Linked DNA regions of Gossypium hirsutum: region 2 is linked to region 1. The links are chromatin contacts, called in public Hi-C maps. All regions are on one chromosome and are shown on one strand. Each heading gives the region's core, a stretch centred on a gene start, on an enhancer-like site or on the middle of the called end of the contact. The rest is flanking DNA. Distances are from core to core; before and after follow the strand shown.

Region 1 (3,553 bases), core at 555-3,054:
GAGTGCTAAAGATTGTACCTTAAACCGATCCTCAGTCACCGGAGGCTGCAATGGTGTTTGCTGGATCAACAACCGGAGAAGATGAATCTCTATCCCTTCCACTGCTGCTGCTTTCAAAAACGACTTTTGAAATGCAGGGAAACTCGTTTTTCACATCGGCTCCATGGTCATATAGGAACCCCTTGAAAACATGGCCACTTATATTCACAGTAGCTTGGTATGCAATCTCTGATTCACCATCACTAATGGCTGTCACTTGAATACACCTGAAAACCGCCGGTGCTTGAACTCGAACCGGTAAGGATTCTTTAAATCCTGAATCTGGAAATTAACAAAATACCCAGTTTTATACTAACAGAGAACAATTTATATATGGTAAAACAACAGTTCAACAAATTTAGTACATATAAATCATTCAGTCGCATAATATCTCAGCTTAGTTATATATTTAAAGTTGAAAGACTTAGATGAGAATTCAATAACCCAGCAAACTCAATACATTGAAAGCATCCATTGAACACTAAAATTCAATAACTCCTATACATTTCAATCATTCATTAATTAAAAAAAAAAAAGAGAGAGAATCCCAGCATTGTTTTATCCTGAATTCAATGGTTTCTTCGGCATGGATTCAATAAATTTGATACTTAGATGAAGAAAAATGGAAGGAAAGCTATAAAAGAAAGAAGAAGATAAAGAGAAAGCAAACCCTGGTGACAAGTGCCTGCTTCAAAATTCAAGGACTTAGAAGTAGCGTTTGAAGTCAAATTCAAAACCCTTTGTCTTTTACCACCACAAGAAGAGGAGCCGGAAGACCAACCACCATTTCCGCCGCCGTCATCATCCCCGATCACTAAAACCTTCCTGTCTTTTCTCCTAGCAGCAGGCACCCATGTGCTCTTCACGTGAGTAGCACAATCATACCCTCGACTCTTACAACAAGTCCGACACCTACTATATCCACACTCCTTCTTTGCCCTATTCCCACAATCTCTACACACCTTGAAGCAACCACCAGCAGCACCACTTTCATCATCATCTTCTTCTTCAACATTATTCAAGGTTCCATCTTTCTTTTGGAAAACTGGTATTGATTCTTGGGCGGTGCTTCTCTTTGAAGTCCAAAGATTTGTGTCAGTCAAGTTGTAGTTTTGGTTAAAGGGTTGTGGTGGTGGCGGCGGCGGTGGTGGGGCTTGTTGTTGTTGGTTTTCCTGTGGTGGTGGAGCTATAAGGAAGATGTTATGGAGGCCTAACATGTTGGTGGGGTGGTGATCATAGGGTGGTGGTGGCGGTGGGAGAGACCATGTTTTAGTGGTGGCGTAGTTGGTCGGGGTGGCCACAATTGGAAGTTTAGGAGTGGAAATGGTAAAAGTTAAAAAAAGAGAAAGAAAAGGAAAGAGATGCGAAAAGCTGAAGCAGAAGCAAACTGAAAGTAGGTGAAGAAACAGTTAAAGATGTTTTGGGAGAAAGAGGCTTTTTACTGCTAAATAATCAAATCTGACACAATCCATCATTCCTACTTCTACGCCCAATACTTGTCTTATCTAACCCTTCTCTCTTCATTTTCTCGATATTTTCCACTCATTATTATTGAAAAGAAATAGAGAAGACATGAATAATTTCTTATATTTTTACAAGTCACCATAATTTATACAAATAAAAATTTAAAAGAATTTTAAACATCAAGATACAAATTCCAAGTTAAATGGTAATAGTAATTAATTAAAAATAATATTATTTTAGAAACACCCATTAATCAAATTGTATACAAGTAATAATGAATAAAGAGGACTCATTATTTTCTCTTGGTTTGGGCATTGCTTTGAGTGGAAATATTTATGCATAACCACACTTCAATAATCAAATGCCATTAATCTCAACATCATTACATAACCAAATGCCTTTCATTATAACAAATAGTAGATCTCTTTTGTATTATTTAAGGGAAAAAAATGGGAGTAAATTGAGAATTAGGTGAACAAATTGGACATCACTAGGGTTTTGTTAGGTTGATTAGGGAGACCACAAATTTAATATTGGTTATGGTCCAATCTAAAGAATTTTAGCCAAAATTCTACATCCCTATATCTCTTATAGACCCCCTAGGGGTAGGCATATTAGTGGACCAAGTTTCCTTTCTTTTTCTTTGATGGTGACAATATTTTGCTGTTTATTTCATACTCTTTCCTTTCTCAATCAATGGTCCTACTTATTTCTTTTATGTTTCTTTTTTTGTGCTCTTAGGAAAATTATAAATTTTATTTATCTCTTAAATATTAATTTTAAATTCATTGATTATTATACATTTGGAACAATAATTATATAAAAAATGGACTTCCTTTTTCATTTATACATGTTATAGTTTAATTCAACCATGTATGTATCTTATAACCATATAATGTTCAAAATTATCAAGATTTAATTAAATATTTTATTGAATTACCAAAAAAAAATAAAAGTGAATCTTTCATTGTATGATGGATTAAAGTACTTAACACCCAAAATGGAAATTTCTCCTAATTAACTGGTAATATTAGGCGTTATTGTTATTATTATTATTATTATTATTATTATTATTATTATTATTATTATTGGGTGATTTGATAAAAAAATGTTAATTTAAAGACTAAAAAATGTAAAAAAATAAATAGTGGGCTAAAAAGACTTTTTATAAAATTAGAAGGCCAAATAAATCATTATGCCTTTTAAATATAACTATACTAGTTCCGCACTTCGTTATTTGTTTGTATCAAATAATGGAGTAAAAATTTAAGAGTTAAAATATGATTTAAGTCTTATTAAATTTAAAACAATAGAGTTTTGTATCAAATAATGGAGTAAAAATTTAAGAGTTAAAATATGATTTAAGTCTTATTAAATTTAAAACAATAGAGTACATTTGAAATATAGTTTTCTTGTTTCTATTTTCAACTATTTAATTTTTTTACTTTTTTAAAATTTAAAATTCAGATCCAATTGTTACTACTGTTAAATTATTTTATTAAATTTATTAGTGTGACATTTAAAAATTTTAAAAAATATATTTACTTAGTAGTAATCATGTAACAAAAAAGTAACCTTGAAATGTTGAAGTGGATTTTTTTTCTTAAAAATACCATTCAAAAATATTTTTTATTGGATTAGTACTCTTAAGAAAAATTAACATTAGCATTAACATTAGCATTTGGATTGAAAATAGTTAACAATATTAACTATTTAGATTAACTAATAACATTATAAAAATAGAAAAAACCAAATTATGCCAAAAATTGAAGTATATAGATTAAATCTCAAATTCAATAAAATATATGGGTCAAGCTAAAATTTGACCATTGTCTTATAATGTAAAAAAAAAAGAAAAGAAAAAGACAAACACAAAATAAATGAGAAGCTGCGTGTCAATATCTAAGAACCTTACAACATTTAAGTTATATATAATTCAGCAACATTTTAATTGAAAAGTTATTGATGTTAACTATTTAGACTAACTAATAATATTATAAAATTATAGAGAGCAAATTATATTAAAAACTAAAGTTTAGAAATCAAATGT
Region 2 (3,484 bases), core at 126-2,625, 360 kb before region 1:
AATCTTTCAAATTTTCAAATACAAAATATTGCATTTATTTTTTAGAAATCCTTACATCGAGAAAATAAAGTGTCATATCCAATAAGTTAGGACACAATATCTTGAATTCACAAGAATAAGCTTTTATTTGAAACTTATTTGTTTTGATTTAAGGAAGGGTACTCGATTACTTAGATTCGACGAGGAAAATCGGAACTTAATAAGTTAGGGCACAATTTCCTCAAAGCTCCCAAGTACCGAGTATTGCCTTGTTTAAAATTTCGAATAAAATGTAATGAATAAATGAAATATATTTTTATTAAAAAGGGATAATTCGATAACATAAGGAATAAAACACGTAGTAATAACATTTCATGAATAATCTAAAATAATAAGGAAATGCAAAGGAACAACTTAGAATACATGTAATAGCAGCACATCGTATATTATAAAAATACCACCATTTATAACCAATGGCTAATGAATAAGAAACCAATTTTAAAAGAAATTTCAAATAAATCACACAAATGAAATATGACAAGTTTTAAAATAAAATAAAATATGGGAAAAAGAGAATTTGGAAATATTACTATACAAACTATACGAAAATTTTAAAACATGTAATAGATATAAGAATTTAAAGATAAATAAAAAATAAAAGAAATAATATATTAAATAGTAATGTAGAAATAAATTTTAAAATAAATATTATAAAGTAAATAGTTTAAATGAAAGTTTGAACTGTATCAAAAATTAAAAATTAAAATAGATAATATGTGTAACACGTAAATGAAATTAAAAATAAATAATATGCATAAAAGATTAAAAGTTAATGATATACAAAGTAATATATATACATGAAAAAACTTAATATAAATAATATATATAGTAGTAATAATAATGTAGGAAGGTGTTTCAGATAGACAAGTATGCACATGAAAATAAAATAAATAAATAAAATGTGAAATCAAAATAGTTCCAAAATAATATATTAAAACAACATGTTTATTCTAAAAAAAATAAATAACTAAAACTTAATTGAGAGAAAAACAAAATCCAAGGGATAATTTATGAACAAAACAAATCATTAAAATAGAATTTTGGGCCGAAATCAAATGCGCACAAATGTTCGAGGACTAAAACCGAAAATTCCCCAAATCTCAAAATACTGCGCTAAGGGGAGGGCCAAATTGAAATAGCGTGCAGATTACAGGGACAATTTAAAAGAATTTAAAAAAAAAACATGGCTCGATTGAGCGCTAGCGTGAAAGAGGGAGACTGATTGCGCAAATTACTCATTTAAAGGTAAAATGCGTGTGGGTCCAGTCAAAACGCGTACTGACTCTTACCCCCCTCCCCCAAATGCTGTTTTTGTCTTATTACTCCAAATATTAAAACCTGTTTTAAAATACTTTTTGCTTAAAAACATTTTAACTTTGATTTTAAAAAAAACCTTTAAAGTTTTGAAATCCCCTTACTCTTCTCTCTGCTCTTCGCCGAAAGGCCTATGCCTAGGCCTTCAACCGCCCTAAAAGTCGCCTGCGACCAGCGAAGCAGGGCTCTCAGACAGTGCGAGCACGATGCGCGGTGAGTCCCTCTCCTTCTCTCCTATCCTTTAGTTTGTGTTGTGGATTTGAATGGGAAGGGAAAAAAATGAAAAAAAAAAGAAATAAAATAAAGATGTAGTAAATAATCACCTTTAAAAATATTCTTTGGTTGCTTTCTACTGATTTTTGCTTGAAATTTGTATACAATCTGTAACCGATTTCTCTGGAAAAGATAAAAGTAAAAAAAAAGTCCCTTCAAATGGATTTTCATGAGGCTTTTATAGCCTTTTTACAATTGTTTTTCTACATGTTTGTAGGTACGTGGGCGAGCACGCCTCTGACGTGCCGCGAGTAGTGTGGCCTTGGAGCCCCAAGTGGAGTGGGACGCGGAGGTCGTTGGTGGAGCGGCGGCTGTTGCAAGTATTGGGGGTTAGGGGTTTTTTTGTTGAAGGGTTTAGGTTTAAGTTTTATTTTGGGCTTTAGATTTGGATTAAAATAACTGGGCCTGTAATTTGGACTGTAAAAAAAACCTTTATTTATGTTTTTTGTTTGTGGGTCTTGGGCCCAGGCTAAAATTGGGCCCTACACAAAGAAATTAAACCATGCTCAATCCATTACTTTCTTGCAGGGAAAACTAGTCTTGTTTGTTCACAAATTTGTGAAACTGCACAGGATATACATGAAAAAGTTATGTCAAATGTTGAGGACTTTTTACAAACACATGGTGAGCAATCTAACCTTCAAATCTCTGGGCATTTTCTTGGTGGAAGCATTGTTGGACTTTGGGCTGATAACTAGAATTGTTGGCTGATCATAATATGGTGCAGCTGGTTGTGAATGTTGGACTCGTCATTTCGGCTATGTTGAGGCCGAAAGTTACTTGATCAATTCATGTTGGATGAGATTGGCAATACAGCGGGTTATACAGTAATTTACATATATACTAATTTTTAATGTGGAATGGATTTATCTCTTTATCTTTTTAATTCATTGGATAATATTTTTTAAGTGATGTAAAATAATATTATTTAAATGATCAAATATAATTAAAATGTATTAATTATTGATAATTAAAATATTAAAAAAACTTGAATCATACGTGATGGTTTGATGGTCAAAGATATTCATCATTCCAAGTATAGATTAGATTCAAGTCGTGCTAATTGTGTTTGTTATTCATATCTCAAAGGGATTAAAGTTTGAATAAAAATACCAAAATGTTGAATGTTATATGATTGGAATACTCTCAATTCTGAATAAATTAAATGATAATTAAATTGTATTTTATCATTATTACAAAGTGTAATTTTCAACTTTAACAAAATATTTCATTTAAGGTTTAAGCCCTCAAACTTTTTTAAAAAAATAATTAAATTCTTGTTTTTCTTTTTCACTCAATTGGGTATTTGAACGTTCAAAATACATAAAAAAAGGCCCTCAAACTTTTTTAAATATATATATATATAAGCACTGCTCTTTTTTCTTTTTTGTATTCAATTAGGTACTTGAACTTTTAAAATGTATTAAAAAGGCCCCCAAACTTTTTTAAAAAAGAAAACCAGTTAATCCCTTACTCTTCTTTTTTTGCATTCAATTGAATACTTGAACGACCAAAATATATAAAAAAGGTCATTTAATCTTTAACTTTAAAAGTTGATCGTTAAAGTTAACTACTCTCAATTTTTTTTAATTAAAGCCACCACGTGTCACAACCATTGTGAGACATGTGGCAAAAAAAGATAAAAAATAAAAGTTATAAAAGTTATAAAAGTTATAAAAGTTATTAAATATTAAATAAAATATAAAATTATTTAATTTTTTTAAAAATTAGACTTTTTTATAAAAATCGTAAAATATATAGAAACATAAAAAAATTATAAAATTTTACAAAGTCCTCAGAAAATTAAAAAAATGTAAAGAAATATAAAATTCGTAAAAAAAATTATAAAAATTTTTGT

The links. A called contact is a pair of places that touch in the nucleus more often than the background predicts.
Region 2: a Hi-C map of leaf shows a contact between it and region 1, with 3 times the contacts expected there. The contact joins the promoter of LOC121207596 here to the promoter of LOC107896388 in region 1. A contact is called at or near these places in 3 of 34 Hi-C or Micro-C datasets (all in leaf).

What each region holds. Positions count from the first base shown.
Region 1 is chrA10:105,597,207-105,600,759 of Gossypium_hirsutum_v2.1, reverse strand. LOC107896388 (protein SHI RELATED SEQUENCE 6) reads right to left here and starts at 1,804. Exons shown (of 3, transcript XM_016821554.2): 1 at 710-1,804; 2 at 19-321. The coding sequence starts at 1,256. The coding sequence ends at 32.
Region 2 is chrA10:105,957,285-105,960,768 of Gossypium_hirsutum_v2.1, reverse strand. It overlaps LOC121207596, which reads left to right and starts at 1,375. Exons shown (of 4, transcript XM_041077934.1): 1 at 1,375-1,566; 2 at 1,844-1,955; 3 at 2,155-2,250; 4 at 2,354-2,512. The coding sequence starts at 1,487. The coding sequence ends at 2,410.